Linked DNA regions of Mus musculus: regions 2, 3 and 4 are each linked to region 1. The links are chromatin contacts, called in public HiCAR-type and promoter capture Hi-C maps. All regions are on one chromosome and are shown on one strand. The core of a region is the stretch at or near the end of the contact, and the rest is flanking DNA. Distances in the headings are between cores, read along the strand shown.

What was found. Promoter capture Hi-C pulls out the DNA fragments that hold promoters and counts their contacts. HiCAR-type assays count read pairs that join an accessible place to other places.
Region 2: a promoter capture Hi-C map of frontonasal cranial neural crest shows a contact between it and region 1, with 4 times the contacts expected there. The contact joins the enhancer-like site here to the promoter of D430036J16Rik in region 1. A contact is called at or near these places in 5 of 39 promoter capture datasets (cranial neural crest, frontonasal cranial neural crest, liver and 2 more), 1 of 115 datasets of contacts at active chromatin or transcription factors (astrocytes) and 2 of 9 other capture datasets (adipose tissue and liver).
Region 3: a promoter capture Hi-C map of second pharyngeal arch cranial neural crest shows a contact between it and region 1. The contact joins the enhancer-like site here to the promoter of D430036J16Rik in region 1. A contact is called at or near these places in 7 of 39 promoter capture datasets (the 3T3-L1 cell line, cranial neural crest, embryonic stem cells and 4 more), 1 of 484 Hi-C or Micro-C datasets (CD8 T cells), 5 of 115 datasets of contacts at active chromatin or transcription factors (craniofacial prominence, embryonic fibroblasts, embryonic stem cells and 1 more) and 3 of 9 other capture datasets (adipose tissue, liver and pancreatic islet).
Region 4: a HiCAR-type map of astrocytes shows a contact between it and region 1, with 4 times the contacts expected there. The contact joins the promoter of Lca5 here to the promoter of D430036J16Rik in region 1.

What each region holds. Positions count from the first base shown.
Region 1 is chr9:81,630,489-81,633,493 of GRCm38.p6, reverse strand. D430036J16Rik (RIKEN cDNA D430036J16 gene) reads right to left here and starts at 1,564. Exons shown (of 3, transcript NR_040395.1): 1 at 1,215-1,564. It overlaps Htr1b (5-hydroxytryptamine (serotonin) receptor 1B), which reads left to right. Exons shown (of 2, transcript NM_010482.2): 2 at 623-3,005. The coding sequence starts at 942. The coding sequence ends at 2,102.
Region 2 is chr9:82,708,976-82,712,008 of GRCm38.p6, reverse strand. No RefSeq gene overlaps it. Among named protein-coding and RNA genes, the nearest start is that of Irak1bp1, 120 kb to the left of the region's middle. Within about 2 kb of position 1,633, at least 12 of the 459 cell types and tissues checked have an H3K27ac peak or open chromatin away from gene starts, as enhancers often do.
Region 3 is chr9:80,350,325-80,353,230 of GRCm38.p6, reverse strand. All of the region lies in intron 12 of Impg1 (interphotoreceptor matrix proteoglycan 1), which reads left to right. Among named protein-coding and RNA genes, the nearest start is that of Gm27227, 86 kb to the right of the region's middle. Within about 2 kb of position 1,505, at least 35 of the 459 cell types and tissues checked have an H3K27ac peak or open chromatin away from gene starts, as enhancers often do. A contact at or near this core is called in second pharyngeal arch cranial neural crest, where this site is marked.
Region 4 is chr9:83,439,660-83,442,559 of GRCm38.p6, reverse strand. It overlaps Lca5 (Leber congenital amaurosis 5 (human)), which reads left to right and starts at 1,461. Exons shown (of 8, transcript NM_027448.2): 1 at 1,461-1,651. The region is part of intron 1 of Gm2087 (predicted gene 2087); the gene reads right to left.

The DNA.
Region 1 (3,005 bases), core at 315-2,814:
AGGCTGGACCCAGATAATATAAAAGGAGCCCCACCGGCTCTGAGGCTCACACCCCGCTCCCGGGCTGGCGCACACCGACTTCCTCCCGCTCCCCCAGACACCTGCCCCCTCCCGGTGTGCGGCTCCAGGTGCCCCAGCCCCTTGTGCCCCGCGGCATGGCTCCCAGCGGCGCTGCTGGAACCCTGGAGGTGGTGACAGCTGCAGGGCGGCTCGAACTGCCGCAGCTCGGGCCCCAGAGTCTCCCCTCTGGTGGCCGGGTCTCCACGGGGCAGCTCGCTGGTGTGGCCAGCGTGTGAAAAGGGAGGGAGTGCGGCGCCCAGGCTGCTGGCGCCGCGCGGCTGGCTCGCAGACTTCACAATCCCCAAGTCAGGCGGCGGCCAAAGAAAGTGGCGGAGCTCCGGGCTTGTAGGGGGCATGGGGTGGGGATGCAAGCCCAGGACTCTGCACTGGCCTGCAAGCTTCGGTCTGCACAGCCAGCAAACTCCTTCGGGCGGAGTCTGCAGATTCCGGAGCGCCCGGGTTAGGAGAAGCTGAGACCTGAGCAATTGGGGTAAGAGGTCCCACTAGACCCCGAGACCCCTCTACAAGCGATACTTAGTCCTTCTCCACTGTTTGCCTCCAGGGAACCTGAGAGAAGCTGGACTGGGTGGGCCAGTGCTTTATTCACCCGGGCGAAGACGGGGAGTGGAGAGGAGCTAGCAGACGCGGCAGCAGCGCCTGGCGCACTGGAAGTGCAGGGGACGCGCCCGCAGGCTTGGTGGCCGCGCCTGTGACCTCTCCTTTGGGCTGAGAACACAGGCGGAGGAGTTACTGAGGAGCCCACGGAACTGGCTAGCCAAAGGAGACAAGCCTATAGTCTCCATGATCCTCCCGTCCTCTGTTCTTTCCCTGGTCCGCTCCATGTTCAAGAGCTGCGCTCCGCAGCCAGGACGAGGAGAGCTATGGAGGAGCAGGGTATTCAGTGCGCCCCGCCGCCTCCCGCCGCCTCCCAGACAGGGGTACCTCTCACCAACCTCTCCCACAACTGCAGCGCCGACGGCTACATTTACCAGGACTCCATCGCCCTGCCCTGGAAAGTCCTGCTGGTTGCTTTGTTGGCGCTCATCACCTTGGCCACCACGCTCTCCAACGCCTTTGTAATCGCTACGGTGTATCGGACCCGGAAGCTACACACCCCGGCTAACTACCTGATCGCCTCTCTGGCAGTCACTGACCTGCTCGTGTCCATCCTGGTGATGCCCATCAGCACCATGTACACGGTCACTGGACGCTGGACACTAGGCCAGGTGGTCTGCGACTTCTGGCTGTCGTCGGATATCACCTGTTGCACTGCTTCCATCATGCATCTCTGTGTCATCGCCCTGGACCGCTACTGGGCCATCACCGATGCGGTGGAGTATTCTGCTAAAAGGACTCCCAAAAGGGCGGCCATCATGATCGTGCTGGTGTGGGTCTTCTCCATCTCTATTTCGTTGCCACCCTTCTTCTGGCGTCAAGCCAAAGCAGAGGAGGAGATGCTGGACTGCTTTGTGAACACCGACCACGTCCTCTACACGGTCTACTCCACGGTGGGCGCTTTCTATTTACCCACCCTGCTCCTCATCGCCCTCTATGGCCGCATCTATGTGGAAGCCCGCTCTCGGATTTTGAAACAGACACCCAACAAGACCGGCAAGCGCTTGACCCGAGCCCAGTTGATAACAGACTCCCCGGGATCCACATCCTCGGTCACCTCCATTAACTCCCGGGCTCCGGACGTGCCCAGTGAGTCCGGGTCTCCTGTGTACGTGAACCAAGTCAAAGTGCGAGTCTCAGACGCCCTGCTGGAAAAGAAGAAACTCATGGCCGCTAGGGAGCGCAAAGCCACCAAGACCCTAGGGATCATTTTAGGAGCATTTATTGTGTGTTGGCTGCCCTTCTTCATCATCTCCCTGGTGATGCCTATCTGTAAGGATGCCTGCTGGTTTCACATGGCCATTTTTGACTTCTTCAATTGGTTAGGCTATCTTAACTCCCTCATCAACCCCATCATCTACACCATGTCCAATGAGGACTTCAAACAAGCGTTCCACAAACTGATACGCTTTAAGTGCGCAGGTTGACTTGTCAATGGCAGTGGGGTCGCCTAAGCGACCTTTGGGGACCAAGTTGGGTCTTTTCACAGGTAGGTCAAATCTTCTTTCCCTGTTACTGGGTGGAAGCAAGGCTCTCTCTTCTGGGCAAGGGCAATGGATCCTCAGAGGCCCCGGCAGAAGCCTAGCTTCTCTGAGAGAGCACTCTGGAATGTGAACAACGCAAACTACTGTAAAGCTTCCATACCCGAGGAACTTAGCTTCCTCCACTCAAAGTCCGGGCTCAGCACAGATCCTCCAGCAGCCATTCACACAAAAGGTTGCAACTTTTTAACATTGGTGATGGATGGGTATCCCTGCCCCGTTTTGTATCATGGATGTTGTTGCCCTCTAAGCCAGTAGCACTTGTAGATGTTGTCTGAGGCCTGAGACACCTCTACATACAGCCTGGCAGTACTTGAACTTGACAATTAATACTCTATGCTCTGGGGAGAACTCTGTGTTACAGCTTAAGTTTTAAACACTTTGGCATCCTTCAGTCTTCATTTATTTATTTAAATTTGGTCGGAGAAACTTGTGGATTTGGTGCTTCAAACACTGAATGTGGCTTGGACGGCACAGAGCAACCTTGAAGAGTTAACAGCAAAATTCTGATGCTAAGATCTCTATTTTTATTACAATCAAAAATTATATGGGGGTGGTGGGTGGGCATGGGAGAAGGGGAGTGATACTCAGAATCAACACCTAAGATTGTTTGTTTTCTGCAGATTTCTAATTTTTTTAATTCCTGTTTAGTGATCGTCAATCCACAGCTCTTAACAACTCAAAACATGATGTGTGCTAGTGCCAAAGTCTGCAGGCTGCTTTGTTTTCTAATCTCACGTACCTGTCATTTCACACACTTAAATCCCCACGGAAAGAGGATAGGCTGGG
Region 2 (3,033 bases), core at 384-2,883, 1.1 Mb before region 1:
TCATAAACTAAAATACAATTAACATAGCTTGCACTGAAATGATTTTTTTCCATAGTAAAATGATTTTGAAAGCAAATATATATTTTTAGACATATGAATGAATATTTGTTTATAGAGTTATTCTAAGGTTGTTCACTCCAAGTGGCGAAACACTTTTGATTTCAACTCAAATTTTCACAGCAGAAATTCTGGGAAAAGAACGAAGGCAATCCCATCTAGCCCAGCAGGATAAAGGGAGAGCTGCCCCAGCCTAGTGGTCCAGCGGGATAATGGGCTAACGGGATAATGGGAGAGCTGCTTGGCCTTAAGTTAAGATGAGAAATCCGGAGCTCCTGCTGGCAGTGTGAGAACAAGAGTGTCTGCTTTCAAAAGCCCGAGAGCAAAGTTACCAAAGCATTGCTTCCTGCACACTTATGAACTTGTGCATCATGGCATGATCCTTCACTCAGATTTTCCACAGTCATAGAAAAGAATTCCTCTTTGATCTACATTTTCTAGTCTACCCATCACACTGCCCCCAGCCCCAGCGATTATATTTGGCTGGAGTATAATTACCAATTGCTAATTTTTGAGTAAGACATCAAGAAAATGATGAAACAGCTTACAGGTAGAGAGCAGCTATTTCCTCCCGTGCCAGCTTCTGGCTCGTGGAATGGCGTTATGAGGTTGAGTCCTGCCTCAGGCAGCAGAGAACATGGAGATTGATTAGCAAGGTCTTCAAAGGAGTTAGGAGGGGTAGGGATTGTGGTGTACAGATCTTGTAATTGTTCTCCCTAGGCTAATTACTGAAAGAAGAAGGATTCAACACCCATGAAGTGTCAACCAAGCATCAGAAGTAAGAATGCATTTGTCAGGGAGACAGGCAGTGCATTAGTCTGCCTGTGATCTGCACTGTAGGGTAAATCCTGCTGCTAACAGACTTACCTTGTCAAATCATATCTTGATCTAAAGATTCGAGGTTCCACAAAAGGCATCCAACCACTGGCTTCTATTAGAACCTGAGGATTCCGGAATTAAAGGTCTTGCTATCTTCAAGCAGTATTATCTAAAGCCAAACCTAATTAACAATTTGAAAAGAATTCTATTCTTAGGTTAGAAATTTCTGAAGGTAAATGTGTGGTTTTTTTTTTTTTTTTTCCTTTATGGTTCACACATACTGATGTTTCCTTCCTTCCAACCGCTTGCCTGAGGGGCAGTCTCCATCTTAGGTAGGGCTCGTTAGCTCAGAACTTGCAGGAAATGTCAGCATAGTTGAAGGACTTCTGACCATCTTGCCTGGAGTTTGCAGGTCTGTTCATAGCCCCTGAGCTAACAGAGAAGAACGTGCCTGTGTTCCCCTCGTCTCTGCGCCACACTGTTTTCTGTTCTCTCAGTCCTCACCTCTGTCAGAGACCTTCTGTCTTGACCCCACTCTGGCATATCACACCCGTGGTCTCCAAGGAACTGTTTCCTGCTCAGTAATTTCTGCATCTCTTTCCGCACCTGTCTCTTAAAAACGTCCTCTCTATGGCATGATTCGTCTCTCCTCTATATACGATTACTTGCTAATTATAGAGAAGGTTTCAGTCAGTCAGCTGTTGGTTCCTTTTCTTTGGTCCGTCCCAAACTGCACGTTAGGTTTTGAACTTGTTCATAGGATGCAAATAGAGGTGGCTGTTCTTTCCTACCAGATGTGCTGGGCAGACCTGAGAGCACAATCACCTTCCTAAGCAAATTTTTATGAAGAAAACGCTCAGAATCTTAGACTCGCTTCCTGCCTCCACCTTAATTAGACCGTGAAACTGTGCCAGGCCCAGCCTTTTCAGTTTCTCTTTCTTCAGTGTTCTGAGTGTCCTGGCTCTAAGACTCTGGGAATCCTAGGGGGGACATAAAACTCTGGCTTGATCTTGTTTTGAAAGGCAAAAACTGTATTCCGTCTCAGTGACTGGGGACTTCAGAATTTGCACATTCAAATAAAGCTGAGGATGGATGGGCTACCACATCCCAACCAGAGAGCCTTTCGCCCTGATTTCTCCAGCCTGTGTGTCAAGCAGTCAGCAGGATCAGCCTCATAGAAATGAAGGGCAGTGCAGTTTGGAAATGGCTTCCTTTTAAATATCTCTTTCTTCCATATTCACTGCGGTGCAGTGCTAAAGACAAAACAAAAACAAACAGCAAAAACATTGGAAATTTCCTCTTTGTTAACCAGTCCTCAGAGGACGTGAGTCTACAGTCAGCTAGGGGAGGAATGCTTTCTTAGAGGGAACCAGTGTTGTATGTACTAAGGTCCAGGTCTCTTTGTCTTTGCCCCTTCAAGTTTTGCTCCCTTCATTATTCTCCCTCTCCCTCCCCCTCCCCCTCCATCTTCTCCCACCCCTCCCCCCATCTCTGCTATTGTGAAGCCTTGAACTCTCAGTCCCCTCTTAAACATCTATTTCAGAGACCACAGGAATGGAAAGGCCCTATTGGTTTCCAGTGTGTAGCAATTCCTTCTACTGTAACTACAGTTCATTGAATGTCTGCTTTCTGGGAATTTCCTCTTTATTCAGCTTGCTTGCTGCTGAAATAGCCTTTTCTTTTCTTTATATAGCTGGCCTTTTTTTTTTTTTTTTTTTTTTACTGTTTTAAATATGGTTCTTAATTAATGTTGTTTTACTGTACTGTTGGGATGGCTTATACAGCCCTTGTGATGATGAGGTCTGCACTTAAATTGCTCCCTTTCTCCTCAGCTTGTCTGTCATAATTAAGAATGATGTCATTTCTTCAGTGATGTGATATTCCTTGTTAATATCACAATTATTTACATATTTACATACCATTACATACTATTTACACATTACATAGCTTATACATATTAATATAACTTACATATTATTCTTTATATATACCTATATTTTATCTTTACAAAACAAGCTAGGATGATCTAATGTGCTAATAATATTTTTATCTTACACTTGAACATTAATTTTACATTAGGTATCAGCTGTATTTTCTGTCATCCCATATTCACTTATTAAAAAATAACAGGACTTTGTCTTTACTTTCTTTCTTTCC
Region 3 (2,906 bases), core at 256-2,755, 1.3 Mb after region 1:
GAGCTAATTGAAGCCTTAAAGAAACCTCAGAAGAGGCAAGGTGCGTCTCTGCCCTGTTCAGTATTGAAGACAGGAGCTGCCTGCTGTATTACTTTGGCCAAGACCAAGCTCAAATTCGAATTCTCTGCCTCTCCCTGTGTCTTCTATCTAACGGTTGTCTGTGGCTACTAGATTATCTGCAGTCCGTCACACATGTGTGATGTCCTTGCTGCCTGTGTTGGGGCTGTGAGTGTGCCCACCTGTAACAACAGGCTTTGTTCTGTGTTCTTTGAACAGCACAGAAAGTGTGATACAGTAAAGGTTTGAAGATCATTTTTAGAGATCTTTAACGGGGTTTTTCAAGGGAAGGAGTTACTTTACTGAACCTAGAATAGGACTCAAAACTACACACACACACACACACACACACACACACACACACACCATAAGCCTGTGCCCATATGTTGTTTTCAACCACAACACATACAAACACTATTCTGTTGAGTGAGGGAGCACATGAAAAAGTATGCAACATATGTATGTAACAATTATATACTTAGCTGAAGTTGCAAACTCTGATTGCATGAGAAATCCAAGAAGCAATAAAGTTAGTTACATTGTTCTCTTAAAGGCACGTTAAACTTATACAAGCTAAGTACACAGGACTGCGGGTTAACCTCACGCATATTATTAGCTTAGCTGTGAGGTCAGGCAAGAATACTCTTCCTTTGGGGTCAAAAGATACTTTTCAGAAAAATGTTATCACCACACGGAATTTTTCCATTTATGTAGATTGTTTAAATGAAAAAAAATGCATAAATGGAAAAAAAATTAGTTGCTGGAGTTTCTGCGTTCAAGAAGCTTGACCTTGAAGCCTATGTGGAATTCTGTCCTCTCAGAGTAGACACGCTAAACCTGTGAGCCAACTTCTTCTCCGCGGGGACAGAGCTGTTCCACAGAGCAACTCTTCCTCTGCCTTTTCCTCCCGATGGTTTTGGCTAGGAGCTGTTGTGCCCCGCAGCTGCCACAGCTTCACACAGAGGCAATTAGTATTTGTGCCTTGTGGTTTCAACAGGCACCCCGCAGGCAGCCACTTCAGCCTCAGGAGAGTCCTGCTTAGCAGGCAGAAAGGCAGGCCTTTTGAGTCTGGCTTCCAGGGAGTCAAAAGACAGGTCAAAACAAATAATTACTCTTTTTTCTTCAGTATGTCCATTCTGCTTGCTAAGTCCTGGTACTGAGGATCGGAGCTGCTGTTTCCCAGGCTACCGCTGAGCCTCAGAGCCCAGGGAAACAGAAAAAGTAAAAACTGCCTCGCGGTTCACTGGGAGCGCTGAGATCCGGCCAGGTTTTCGTAATTAAGCAGCCCTGTGATTGCTAAGCGTTACTAGACAATTTTCCAGCGTTTTGAGAAAAATTCGTTCTGACAGCCCACCAGTCTTGTGTCACTGTCCTGAAGAAGCAGACCGATGGGGGTTCTTGATCCGTGGCTCTCCCTGATACCACTCCTCTGTTCGTTTCTAGAACCGCATTTGAAATCTCCATCCACCTCCACACCAAAAGAGCGATCTCTGAAGTTAAGCCATAGGGACGTGTGATATCTCACGCCTACTTTCTGTGAGGTCCCTTACCTTAAAATGTTGCCTTTGAACTCAAGCTATCTTCTTGGCACTCACTCTTCCTCGCATTTTTAAAAAGAAATTATTTAACATTTGTTGACTTTCTATTAGTGGAGATAATGGTTTCAGTTTCTTTCAGTGTGATCCCTTCCGCCTCCCCTAGCAACCTTTCGGTAAATAATACAACTATCATTAAATCCATCGTTAGCATTCAGATTATATCCACGAGTGTACTGTTTGCTCTTTACTTCCTGATTTCCATGACTTTGAAGCATGGTCTCCTCAGGTTAGCCTTCTATGTATTTACTGCTAGTTCCCCTGAGTATCTCACTACAATTTCCAGTGTAGCATCAGTAGACACCTGGTGATGCCTTGAAACCTCAGTTTCAAGTTTCAGAGACTCTTTCCCTTCTGAGGAAACACTACTCTCTCGGCCTTGTGCAGTGCTCTCACCGGAACTTCTTCAGACTTTCCCAGGTCTTTCCCCCAGCGAGTTCTCTGATCCCTCTGCCCCAGGTTTCCCTCTTGTGCCTTGGAATACATTCTCCAGCGATGTTTGCCATTATAAATAAGAGGGAAAGGCAGACATTTTTTTCACTTGCCAGTTATCCACGAAAGAAGGTGTAAAATTATTTTGTAAAAAGTCGTCACACTGTCATAGGACTTAATGACATCTGTGCTTCCTGTAGTACTAGAGAAAACTAATCCTTTTTTTTTTCTTTTTAAGCTTGTGGTTCATTTTATTGGTGATTAGAAGAGAAACCATGGGGTAGCAGGCAGCTGAAGGAGAGTTTTCTTCAGAGTAATAATTTTTAGAGTGTCGGCGTGATCATGCTTAGAATTTTAGCCTGTTTCCAAAGAACAGACAGAAAGGGAGAAAAGGAAAAAAAAATTACACTTTTTTCAGTTAGAATTCAGAAAAGCAGGCAGGCTCAGCAGTGAACATCTGCGAGCCACTGCCCACATTCAGTCCTGAGTCTCCTTAGATGTACCCTCTCCACTTTCCAAAAGCTGTCCCTGGTGGTTTTCTTTGCTTGTTTGTTTTGTTTTGTTTTGTTTTGTTTTGTTTTGTTTTGTTTTGTTTTAGTAACCATTTCTCCCACTTCCTTGGATTGCTTCCTTATTTTAACTGAACAATCCTAAGAAAGACTGTCTAGGAGAATTCCCTCTTCAGCTACCATGACCATTGGCAGGTACTGGACCATTCAATGGGGTCTCACTGCCCCCAAGCCAGGGGTCCCCTGAACATGATGCTCTTCCTCCTACACCCTTCTCCTTTGTATTTGCTGTGCAACTGATTCCTTTGCCTCC
Region 4 (2,900 bases), core at 212-2,711, 1.8 Mb before region 1:
TAGAGCATCAAACATGGCAAAGTCCTGCAGGAAAAAAAAGGGGGGGAGGGGCATTCATTGGCCAATGGGAGTCTGAAGCACTGTAGTAACAGGAATTCCTGTGAGACTAGAATACAAACCCAGAGTGCCCAACTGTGATTAGGATTCATCCCCAAACACAATCTTTACAAACGGCAGTTAAATATTTAATGCAGTTAAATAGTTTCAATTAGTAAAAATATTAAAATGTGGTTTGGTAGCTTCAGTTCTTTTTTCCTGGAAAGCTGTAACCTGTGTAGTACACAGTGAAGTGAAATGGTATAATCAGAAAACTGAAGTCCTAATAAAAATGGCAGATCAAAGTCATGCCATGTAGAAAGGTGAAGTTATCATCACACTTGGGACAAATCTTTAAAACATCAATTTGGTAAAACTGGCTTTGAGGAACTATAAATTATTTTGGTTATTTTTTTTCAAGGTCAAATAAAGTAATTGTTATCTCTGATAGAGTAACACTGTGTGGTGTAATAAGGACACTGAAAATGTTATACACAATTAGGTATTTTGTTTGGGAGATTTCTAAAATTTTAGATACTTTTTTGACTTGCCAGTAATGCTATTACCCTGTTAGAGAAATGCTCTAAAGATGCTAGATTTGGAAGTTAATAGCCATGTGGTTCTATCCTGATCTCACCGCTTACTACCCCCTGAATCTATTTTCTGGAGTATAAATGACAGCAGGCTTCAATCGGGAACTGAACAGTCTTATTAAACGGTCTGGATGAGAAGCTCAGAGAGCGTCAGAGCCCCCGTGGAAAAGATTTTCTTTATAGCTTCTTTACCTACTGCAATTAATACTGCTTAGTGTGCACTGTCAAGTTTAAAAGAAAAATTAGCCATCTAGCTGCCCTTAGCCCACTGTCATGCACTTCAGAATATTTCCTTTAAAAACAATTCTTTGAAAACATAACGAGAACAAACGTGTTCTCATTATCCTTTAGCCCCAGATTTCCTTCAGAACTTAAAAATCATGCGCAAGCCATATTCAAGATGTGTTATCTCAAGAAAGTCCAGAACCCAGGCAGCAGTATCATGAAAATATCAAGTCCACACCCTCCTACACATCAATTTCAGCGGAACCAGAAAAGTACATTGATTTCTTTATAACGAAATCCAAAATATTCAGAAAAAAATAGGGCCGGTTTCCAAGGGTTTTGTCCACAGACCCTTTCTGGAGCCGGCGTCCCTCTATGAGAAGGGTTGGCATTCTTTCGGTCTGTCCTGGGTGCTGGGCTCCGTGCAACTGTCCTCGCGGGTCGCGGTTCCCCGCCTCACCGGCCCACCAATGGTTGATGCCTCTCTCCTCGCCATCCCGCCTTCCGATGCCACAATAACCAATAGAAATGAACGTATGGAGTCCAGTAACCAATGGGAACTGGGGGAGGCGGAGGCCGGTCCTCCCGCGGTGCAAGCTGGGCTTCTGCTCCGTTGCCCAGGAGCCGAAGCCGCCGAGCCGCCGCCCGCAGCCGTGGTCCCTACAGTGAGTGAGTTCAAACTCCCCGCAACCGCAGTCTGCAGCGTCCGGGTACTCTAGGTCTCGGACCGTAGCTGTCGGTCGGACTCGGGGATCGGCCGATGATCCAGGCAGGAGCAGGAGGTGCCAGCTTGGAGGGTGAGGGGCGGGCCTCGGATGAGAGAGGAGGTCTGCGGCCGGGGGGGGGGGGGGGGGGGGATGGACGTGATGGGGCGGGGCGAGGCGGGGCTGATCGGCGGATGCTTTGGAGAGAAGGAAGAGAAAGTTGAGAGACTGGGATTTGTTAGCCCCCTAAAGCAGAAGGAAAGCATGTGCAGACGGATCCAAAGAAGAACGAAGTTACCAGAAAGAAACCCCTGGAGACTGGTGTAGATCGGGATGGGAAAGGAGGGCGCGCGGAGCCTTTCAGAGACTCTGGAACAGTCTAGGATATTATTGTTAACACTGTCGTTAAAGGGGAGAGACACTTTGGTCCAGGCTGTGGATTATTTTTATACATCATTGAGGGATGGAATGGAACGAATGAAAGTAGTTAGCAAAACCTACCTGTTGGCAGAACTGAGTTGGGGTGGATGCACATGCCTTTTGTTTCGCGCTAGCTGAATAAGGGAACAGTGTTTCCCTGTGTGACCAGTTCACCTGAATGTAAATTCTTAGTCACTTCATGGGCTTGATACGTAATGGTATCTTTTGGTTGGTAACAAGTTGCTAGGGGCTGTATTTTTCCTCCAGAGAAGTGCAGTGAATGGTAGACACATTGTGAGGATTAATTTTACGGAGGTATTTGTACCTATATTTGGGTAAGTGGGGTGGGGGCGGGGTGTGGAGGAAGGTTTTATGAAAGTAAATTTTCTTTTAGGATTGATTAATTGTGTGTGTGTGTGTGTGTGTGTGTGTGTGCGCGTGTTTCCTGTCCTGGACCAGCTCCTGCCTGCACATCTCAATCCCGAAGTTTGAGGGTCTTAACTCTTGGCCCAAGCAGAGTAGGCTTGACCACATACACATGGATGCTCAACCGTGCGTTCAGGATTAGATAGATGTCTTTGGGATCAACAGTCATAACTTAGGGCTTGAGAGCTGATTCAACCGTTAAGAGTACTAACTACTCTCCCACAGGCCCTAGGTTTGATTCCCAGCAGCCACATGGCAGCCCACAACTGTCTGTAACTCCAGTTCCAGGGAATCCTACGCTGTCTTCTGGCCCTTCTAGGTACCAGGAACTGTATCCATGGCACACAGACAGGCGTTCAACAAAACACTCACATAACTAACTTACTAACTAAACAAGCACACAAATAATCAAATATAAGTAAGTAAATTTAAAAAGTCATTTAAATGGTGAGGGATCGGGTGAGAGAGCTACAGGCATCCAGGAAAAGGGTAAATG